Linked DNA regions of Mus musculus: region 2 is linked to region 1. The links are chromatin contacts, called in public Hi-C maps. All regions are on one chromosome and are shown on one strand. Each heading gives the region's core, a stretch centred on a gene start, on an enhancer-like site or on the middle of the called end of the contact. The rest is flanking DNA. Distances are from core to core; before and after follow the strand shown.

Region 1 (4,766 bases), core at 1,257-3,756:
CAGCCTCTGAACCACGCCCCCAGCCTCTGAACCACACCCCCAGCGCCTTCTTAAGTTTTAGTATTTTCTATTCAGCATTATAATGTCTCAAGCAGTAGAAATAACTTTCTGACAAGTCCGTTAAATCTGAAATCTTGCAGTGAATGTGTTCAGACTTACTGTTAGCGTAACAGCTTTAGCTCTGGGATCTAACTTCGCTTCTCTCAAAGGCTTGAGCTGAACAATAAAAGTCTCCTCAGCTTCAGTTTCTTCGTGAGGACAAACTCTGAGGATGATGCTTCTCACACCACCTTCTCCGTCTCCAAAAGAGACTGTCCCACTCACTGGGTCTGCAAAGTCTCCATTGTGTGGCGGTAACGGTTCCTCAGCATCGGGCCCTACCACCTCCCAGCTCACCTGCGTGGCGTATCACATTTTAGTAAAGAGCAATCTTAAGCGAAGGACTTTTGCAGTACATGCACTATTAAAGTACAGAAACATGAAACTATTCTAGAATATACCAGGCTATTCCTGGCTTATCTATGCTGAAAATAATATTTTTAATTAAAAAAAATGAAAAATAGTACCTAGTTATTTGTAATCGTCACAGGACAAGAAAACTATTTAAATATTTATATGTTACAAACATACAAACATTGATAAAGTTTATGAGTTCAACACTGTCTAGCCATGTGCTTGGATTCCAGCAATTAGAGCATAGTAGAATACGACATTCTGTGGTGTGCGTTTTTCTCTAAATATACTTAAATTCCCACTGTAAAAATGAGTGCAAATGTAATGTTCATACATTTGATCAGGAACTAAAGTTTGGATTAAAACAAGCCGAGCTTTGGGTTTCTATAGCTCTAGTGTGTGTGGTTTTCATATCACGTGGGGAAAGCCATTCCTCCCTCTCGGCATGCCTCTTCTTTCTCGTTCCCAGGCTTCTTCCCCTCTCCTTCCACCCCAGCCTTCTTTCTTCAGACCCCTACAAGGCAGGAGCCCCAGACTCAGCTCTGCTCTCGTCACAGCTCCAGGAGTACTTACGCTCTCATGGTTGTGATGGCTTCCTACACGCAAGCGCCTGCTCTACCTGTCATCCCTGCTCATCTGACAACAGGCAAAGCTCAGACTAAGTGAGCCTTCCATGGGCTTGTCTAACAGGACACCACATTAACATGTACAAAGCAGAATTCTTAAGTATTTACCCCAGCTATGAAATTCATAAGACTAGCACCACATTCCAGCAGTTTCTAGGAGCCACCCAAAATTTGTCTATTCTTCAGCCTCCATCTCTTTTCTTACTCGTTCATTGATCCATTCTATGTGTGTTTTGCTGCATGTACACCCATATGCCAGAAGAGGACATAAGATGTCAGAAAAGGTTATGGCTGCTGAGAATTGAACTCAGGACCTCCTTTGAGCTGAGCCATCTCACCAGCTTCAGCCTCCATCTTTAACCCAACCAGCTGTCCCCTCTTTAACCACATCTTGTCCCCTCTGCTCCCACTCATAACAGAGTGAGGGACCACAGCCTTCCAACCATCCTTCCTGCTGTGCACTGCTCCACCGACTCTTGACAATCCATCTTTCACAGGGCAGGCATGGGTGAGCTACAGATGTGAAAACGGTGATATACTCTCTGGCTAAGTCTCCCTTGATGGCATGCTCTTTGAACTCATGGTAACATCTCAAACTGCATCAGTCCTGGGTCCTATGTGCCCTCTGTGCTCTCTGGTCCTCTCATGTCGGTTTTAAGCCCGCTATTCTGTAGAGTTCTCCTAACAACAGGTCAGGCTTATTTCTCTGCAGGATCTATTCTTCCTTTCTCCTAAGTCATCACACCATTGGGCAACCCAGGCAACCCAGGCTGTATATCCCAAAGTTACAAGCAGAGTTTATAGAACTCATGCTTTTTTGAAAAAAAAAATATGGTCTACTACTATTCAATTTTATTCTGCTCACATCATTTTCAAATATGTTCATCGAGCTCAGAAGCCACTTAACATTTACAAAGTAGTTAGTAGTAAATACTATAATCAAACACATCTGGGGAGTTGAAAGTCCAACATTATATATGATATTTCAAAATTTCTTCTAACATCACCAGAATAATAACACTACCTGAATCTCTCCCAGGAGTCCTCCGGTCCGCTCCAGCACCAAGTGTAAAGCCATTGTGGAACTGGGGTTAGGAAGAGAAATTTTGCTTTGGTTGAGAAATCGTATGATGCCAAAGGGAGAGTCACTTTTGGCAATGGTGATTTTGCTCACTAGGTGGCGCCCAAGGATCGCTCCTCCCGTAGCTCCAATGAGCAGAATTTCAAACTGCTTCTCAAATTCACTGCATGGCAAGAAGGAGCAATCTGTGAGTCTAAACATATTAAAATGCTTGTAAAATCCAAATAGCTAGTCATTTTTCCAAATTGGCCATACATATTCAAGGCCCAGCAGGCACACACCAGGAGGAGGGTGCTCAGTCAAAAGCAGACGCAACACGAAGCCCTCGCAACCCACTTCTTGACTTTAGAAGGTGGGCTGGGAAGCACTGCCACATCCTAACCATTCTGGTCCCTGTGAGGAACAGAACCGTTCTCCTTTATGGGAAAACCGAGGTTTCCATCCTCAGGGCCAGCTCCTTTGCTGGTATTCCCCTGTCTCTCTCAAGTGCTGCTTCTCAGCAGGAACATGCATCTTCGGTGTAAGTTAGGTCACAGTACCTATGCTCTCTGTGTGTGCACTGTTTCTGTAGGACTAACCTTCCATTGTCATCGATGATGGAGACATTTATAAAGCTTAGGTTCTGTCCATGCTGAAAGGTGACCGAGCTGCCATGCAGTACGTAGCCTCCTGGAACTGCAGAGAAACCCCGGGAGCTGAAATCAGCTGACACGTGGCCATACGTTCCATGAAGCCTCAGGACAGGGAGTGTGATCACGCCGGCATCTTCCTCCACTGTGAAAGGAATGTGAGGTTAGGCGAGTTACTAGGAAAAGCGAATGACATTGACACGATTCAGCCAGACTAGACTACGCAATTAAAGACAAGGATCCAGTGCACACTCTTCTGTTTTTCATGTTTTGTTGGTCTTATGTCTTTATGAAAAATATAGCTTACCATAGGCTGAAATTTAGAGGGAACAATTTTTAAAAATGAATGTAGCCTATGCAATCATTAGTACAGGCTTTCCTCCTCTTCATGATATGCACAAATAAAATAAAAGCATCTCTACAAACTGAAAATATTCTGAACTGCTTTAGACATTTAGCTGAAATACATATAAGTGCATACAAAGGACCCTTATAATATTTCTATCATATGATATTTTTCATTTATATTGTGTGTGTGTGTGTATGTGTGTCTGTTTGTATCTGTGTCTGTGTGTGTGCTTGTGTGCACCTGTGTGGAGCTCAGAGGACAGCTTACTGGCATCATGTCCCTTCTCCTACCAGTTGGCGTCCAGGATTGATTTCAGCTTGTCAGGCTTGGCAGCAAACACAGTTACTCACTGGTCTTTCTCAACTGCACTTGTATCAGTATTTTTAAGTCTCTCTATATAAACTATTATATTTTCTGGCCCTAAAAAATATATCAAAAAACATCAACATCAATGCTTGATTTCAATTTAAAAATTCAAATTTAAATCTTAAATTAAAAAGGTATCCATTACCAAAACGTCCTCTCAGAAACAGTGAATTAATGAGAAATGGGTAAATGGAGAAAAAGTCCTATTATTTCTCGATGTAAAAATGCAGCATCCGTTTACCAGAAATGAGCTGAAATTCACAAAATCGCTTATGTGATAAGCCATGGCTTATCCAAAGGCCTTAGGAAGTGTACAGGAGAGTCTTGTTGAACTTTCAGGATAGCTAGACGAAGAACCTGGGTAGAGGCACTAAAGCCAATAAATCATTTGCGAAAACAAGGTATCATGTTTACTTTTAAATTATACTTATAGTCTACCTTTGAATAAAGGCATATCCTAGGAAGGTAGCCATCTCTTTCTGCTGGGAAAGAAATGTAACCACATATTGTGTGTCCTGATTTTATGGTAAAGGGGAATTGTAACATTGGGCAAGCCTGAGAAGAGCTGAAGACAAGATCAAGTGCCCAGATACTACCTGCAGAAGAGTTAAATGTTCATTTCCAGGGTGGTTATTCACTACAGGGTAAATAAACACTATATAAACATTAAATTTACATACATTTTTCTTTAAAATATATTTTAGATTTATTTAATTTTTATTCATGTGTATGGATCTTTGAATATGTAAACTGCCCAGAAGCCAGAAGAGGGCATCAGGTCCCCAGGAGCTGGAATCCAGCAGTGTGAGTCAGTCATCCAGGTTTGCAAGAGCAGTGTGCTGTTTGCTTTCTGTCGCACTGACACAACCTGGACATATCTGGGAAGAGAAGCTTTTTGAGAAGATGGCTCCATAAGATTGGCCTTAGGCAAGTCTGTGGGGCATTGTCTTGATTAGTGATATGTGTCTGAGCGTCCCCAGCATGTAAGCGTTGTCACCCCTGGGCAGGTGGTCCCAGATTATATAAGAAGGCAAACTGAGCAAAACCGGGAGGAGCAAACCCGCTGCTTTGGGCTTGCTCCTCCACCACTTCTGGGTACGTAAGCAACGCTCCTCCACGGCTTCTGGGTCAGTTCCTGACTCTGGGTTCCTACCTTGAACTCCCTCCGGCTCTGACTTCAGGATGGCAGGCTCTAAGTTATAAGATGAAATAAGCAAACCCTTTCCACCCCATGCTGCTCCTGGCCACGATGCTTTATCTCT
Region 2 (4,766 bases), core at 1,140-3,639, 330 kb after region 1:
AAGCACTGTGCTAGGTCTGGGATTTAGGAGTTGAGAGAAAGATAGGAGGAAGATGAGATTGAAGAAGAGAAAGGGGAGAGGTGTGGAGGTGGAGAAGGCTGCAGGGGGAACTGAGTTAGGGAGGGACGGAACCATGGTAGAGGAGAGTGTGGGTGGGGGAGAGGTGTGGAGGTGGAGAAGGCTACAGGGGGAAACTGAGTTAGGGAGGGACGGAACCATGGTAGAGGAGAGTGTGGGTGGGGTTTTGGTTCCACAGCTCAGGAGCAGTGTGTCGTCCTCTACTTTCCTCTCCTTGTACAGACTCTGCTTTGGCCTTCTTCAAGCTCATTGCTTTGTGTTTAAACAGCTGTGCCTTAGATCGGCAGTCACACTGTTCTAGGGACATACATCATCTCACTAGGACAAATGTCATCACCAGCCCATGCTTAGTCCTTATCTTCCTTTCAGGAGCTGATGGTAGCCTTAAAAGGCACTTCTTCTGGTCACTCAGCTTTCTACCTTAAGCCCCGGGGCTTTACATAGAAATTATTTCTCTGAACTCTAACCTGTGCAAAACCTGTGGTCAGGTCCTGGCAGAAGTATTATGGTGTTGATATTCCCAGAACAAAGTCAGCCAGCGAGTTTGAAGTTCCCAACTGTTCAGTGAGAAAAGCAATGGTGGCCACTAAATAGCCATTGTTGTTAGTGGTTTCTCCCTTCCCTGCCTCACTGTTTCCTGGGATCAAGTAACCAATTTGTACTCAAATCTTGCCTTGGAATTTGCTCTGGGGCACACCCAAAGAAAGGTAGTAAATCTCCTAAAAACCCAGAGAAAACAGGAAAAAGCAGCTTTTTGCCATTTATACATGTGCAGGTGAATACTTGGAAAGATTAATTCAGTTGTCTGGATCACTTAGCTGGTAAATACTAAAAACGCAGATTTGAATCTAAATCAAGTGTTCTTAACACTAAACTTCTCTGCCAATTCCAAGTACCAAGATGCAAAGTTAGCCTCATTGTTGTGCTATGAAAGCCAGGGGCAGTCTGTCTGTCAGTTTGTTCTAAGGTACCAGGAAACTGACTAGTATTTTCATATTCTGATTGTGATTATCATAACTGTTGAACTTGAGACATATCTGCTAGCTCCTTATGCCTTTTGTTGCTCACTTTAGTAGGCTGAAAATTCATCTTGTAGTTTCTTCCCCTTGCAGAGAATGGCAGTCACAGAGAATTTAAAAGCTGAAGGGATCACTTATTTGCAGTCAACCACAATTGAATACTAGAAAGTAGTTCAGCTCATTATGTATTCTTAATCTGTTCCTATACTGGTCAGACACACACACACACACACACACACACACACACACACTCACACGCACCCCTTTCCCATAACACTTTCTTGGTGTGCTTTTTCTTGAGTAAGAATATGAGGTGCAAATGAGTGAAGAAGAGAAATGGAAACGAAGAAGAATTATATCTAAAACTCCCGAGCAGCCCAGAATTTCTTCTCCTTGTCCATGACCAACTGAAGTGACTCATGTGGCTTCATGTGTGTAGGAAATCACTGGAGGGGGTGGGGCGGGGGGCGGGCAGATCTGATCTCAGCTCCTTCACCAAGTGGCTGTGTGGCATTGAGCAGATCACCTCACTCCTCAAGGTCTTTGTTGCTCTCTGAAGAAGGAGGAGGAGGAGGAGGAAGAGGAGAAGGAGGAGGAGCTGATGGTGATGGTGATGGTGGTGGTGGTGGTGAAGGAGGAGGAAGAGGAGGGAGAGGAGGAGAACTACAAGAGTTCAAATGTAGTGTGCTGCCTGTTTCAGTAGTTCTGTGGGTCTCTCACTCTGAGATAGCTCGCATCAAGGCTGAAGGAGAAGCAGCATTGCCTGCAGTATTCCACTTTACACTCTACAGAAATTGTGGCCTACTAAATTCACATGTTTGCTTTTGCTTCCCCTGTCATGCAGAATGTCCTTCTCTTACAGAAGTTCAAGCCGATCTTTAAAATTCTTAATGATTACAGAAATAATCGGGCCCGCCCCTGCATCCCTAAGTATTTATTATCACAGCACTCATGCATGTGGCACTTAGCATTTATAGCACAAGACAACCCTGTGAGAGACCTTTCAGTGGGCATAGACTATAGTTTAATTGCTGGAGAAGTGGTTTGAAGTATAGTTCTCAACATGGGGTGGAAAAATCACATTGAGAATTACTAATCTAAGTCTGTGCTCCTTTCTTCCTGATCAGATGCATGCTAGCATGCCATACACTGCAGGATGAAGATAATTAGTATATAAATGAATTCAAATACCCATATACTCCATAATGCACAAAATGAAACAGTACCTTGCAGTGGGAGAAGGGACTCAGAAACAGGAGATCATAATTCCCACCTGCAGGGGGCAGCAGCGCCTCGACTGTGAGGGTTCAGAGCCTATGCGCTGGATCTTGCTTCTTTAAGAAAAGCCCCACACTGAAAGTCTTTGTTCTTTGTTCCTGATTTTATAATGTTAGCAACAAAGCCAAGTATTTTAAAAATACCCATTTAAGGTCTTCTTTGGTGGTAGGTGGCCTCTTAGGCTATGATCACTTCTTCAGTCCAACAGTCTTTCGAACGGTGTCTAATTCTCCCTAGGCATCACTAAACCAGCTTTGTGATCCAGAAAACTAACTTGACAGGGTCACCTGTCAATCAAATTATCAGATTGCCTCTCCCTTTCTTCCTCCCTTCCCCCTCCTGTCTCCTTTCCCTTATGAAACCTCATAAGATAAATACATTAAATTACATTACATGCAACACACAAGGGGTGGGGGCGGGGGCGGAGGCAGGGGCGGGAACAACTGCAAAACAAAAAGGATTAGCTGTATTTCCTGGAGGTCTGCTCCTGTTGAGCTTCCCAGTGGGCTCTGAACCAGTGTGGCCCACTTATTTTTGTGTCCTTTGTGTCCTTTCTCTCTGCTTATGCTCCTTTGGCCTCCTTGGGAAAAGTGCCTTCTCAAGTTGTAGGTTCTTCATAATAAACACCTGCCTCCCTTTTCTACTACAGTTTAAAAGCCGTTCCTTCTGGAAACTTCCAACCTCTTACAAACATAGAATAATATTCTCAACCTCTATGTGCTCAACCATCCTCAACAGGCACAGACCAATTGGGTGTATTCTGGAAAGATGATTATATGTTCTTCCCAAGACTTTACAGTCTTAGTATTGTAGTCGTATTACTTTTAGTTTTTGTAGTATAAGATGTTCCTTATGAGACATACTGTATAGCTTGAATAAAATATATAGACAAAGGGTGGACCTTTGTTAACTTACTTTTGTGGGTGTATGCTGGGGATTGAACCCAAGGCTAACCATGTGCTGCACCATTGAACCACACTCCTACCCCAACAACTCTACTATTAATAATAAAAGAGAAAGCGGTAAGCAGGAAGGGATAGAATTATAATAGATAAATGTTAGAGGAGGAAAAGATTTCTCACATTTCCAGGTAAATCTATGGTTCCCATTACTAGAAAACAATTTCAAAATGTGTTTTACATAAGTCTTAGTTAGAAGTAGAAATGCTGTGACTACTTCTGATTAATAGCATCTGACTTCCAATGCCAGTGCACCACAAAGGCAAGGATTTTTGTGTTTGCTTATTTGTTTGTCTATTCCATTACTTTCTTCTTTCTGTAGAAATGTAGCACAGTGCCACTTATTTGAATGCATGATTTGTGCTTTCGTAAACACATACACAGACACATGTGTGCATGAACACACATAAGTATATGCCTCTGGAACTTCCTTTTCTGAGGGATGGACTAGACACAGCTTGGGCAATCTATAACACAAGTTTGTTCAAAGGAGGCAGAAGACCTAAGGGCTTGTGGATTGGAAGGAAGGACTTGATGGTGAGTTCCCTGAGTGTTTTGTTCTAAGGACCCTAGAACGTTTGATGGAGGAGTTGGCTACCAGCAGGCACAATGGAACTCAGTAACAAAACAGAAAATGCACAGAGGAAGCCAGCTTTCTTGAGCCAAGTACACAAAAGAAAACCGTCAAAAAGATAAAATGTCAGGAAACTGACTGTTACAATGCAGAAGGAAACAAACCCTGGCCTCTTCCACACCCATGCCAGAGGGGCTGAATGGCGATGCTTGAACTCCCAGCTGTAGCTCCACTACTTCATAATCTGCCTTCCTTGAGATCACATTTGTGAGATACTTAATTGTGCTCATTTCTTCCCTCCCCCAAAAGGTTTGTGCACTTCAGTTTCGATGTTCTTACACAGTCTAAATGGCTTGCCAATGCAGTTTCTCTAAGTCCCCTGTCAGTTATGTTGAAGGGAGCCTTACTCTCCCCAACAAAGGTAAGTTCTTAGTGAGTCCTTTCTCCACGCTCTTAACATTTCCCACTGCATAAATACTCCTTGGTGTGCTTTCTTCCTTGTCTCACAAAACCAAACAAAAACCAAACTCAACATCTTCATCCGTAAGTAATTCTGGTGGCTTTTGGTTAAGGAATATTGACCATCTGAACTGGCACCAACTTGTATTAGTATGATTTTTTTTTTTTACTCAATTGATTACTATAGTCTATATACTTTTCAATTGATTACTATAGTCTATATACTTTTTTTACTTTCTCTTCTTTGAGTGATGATCTTTTTAAGGCACAGTGCATGCTAGTTCATATAGCAATCCTTATCCCTGTTCTTTTTAATAGTTAAACATGCATGCCATGACATTTGTGAGTATGTTTATCCTGCTCTCTCTTTACAAACAGTTGGCATCTTTGTTTTCAAGC

The links. A called contact is a pair of places that touch in the nucleus more often than the background predicts.
Region 2: a contact with region 1 is called in a Hi-C map of neurons, with 11 times the contacts expected there. The contact joins two enhancer-like sites. A contact is called at or near these places in 9 of 39 promoter capture datasets (the 3T3-L1 cell line, the C10 cell line, HPC-7-derived erythroid cells and 4 more), 11 of 15 datasets of contacts at CTCF or cohesin (CD8 T cells, the G1E-ER4 cell line, the NIH/3T3 cell line and 6 more), 302 of 484 Hi-C or Micro-C datasets (the 3T3-L1 cell line, 3T3-L1-derived adipocytes, the 63-12 cell line and 144 more), 36 of 115 datasets of contacts at active chromatin or transcription factors (the 230-238 cell line, the NIH/3T3 cell line, PVALB interneurons and 20 more) and 4 of 9 other capture datasets (adipose tissue, embryonic stem cells, embryonic tail and 1 more).

Annotation. Positions count from the first base shown.
Region 1 is chr13:81,437,310-81,442,075 of GRCm38.p6, forward strand. Adgrv1 (adhesion G protein-coupled receptor V1) reads right to left here. Exons shown (of 90, transcript NM_054053.4): 66 at 2,739-2,934; 67 at 2,104-2,323; 68 at 160-396. Among named protein-coding and RNA genes, the nearest start is that of Adgrv1, 190 kb to the right of the region's middle. Within about 2 kb of position 2,507, at least 6 of the 459 cell types and tissues checked have an H3K27ac peak or open chromatin away from gene starts, as enhancers often do. A contact at or near this core is called in neurons, where this site is marked.
Region 2 is chr13:81,764,857-81,769,622 of GRCm38.p6, forward strand. No RefSeq gene overlaps it. Among named protein-coding and RNA genes, the nearest start is that of Cetn3, 16 kb to the right of the region's middle. Within about 2 kb of position 2,390, at least 6 of the 459 cell types and tissues checked have an H3K27ac peak or open chromatin away from gene starts, as enhancers often do. A contact at or near this core is called in neurons, where this site is marked.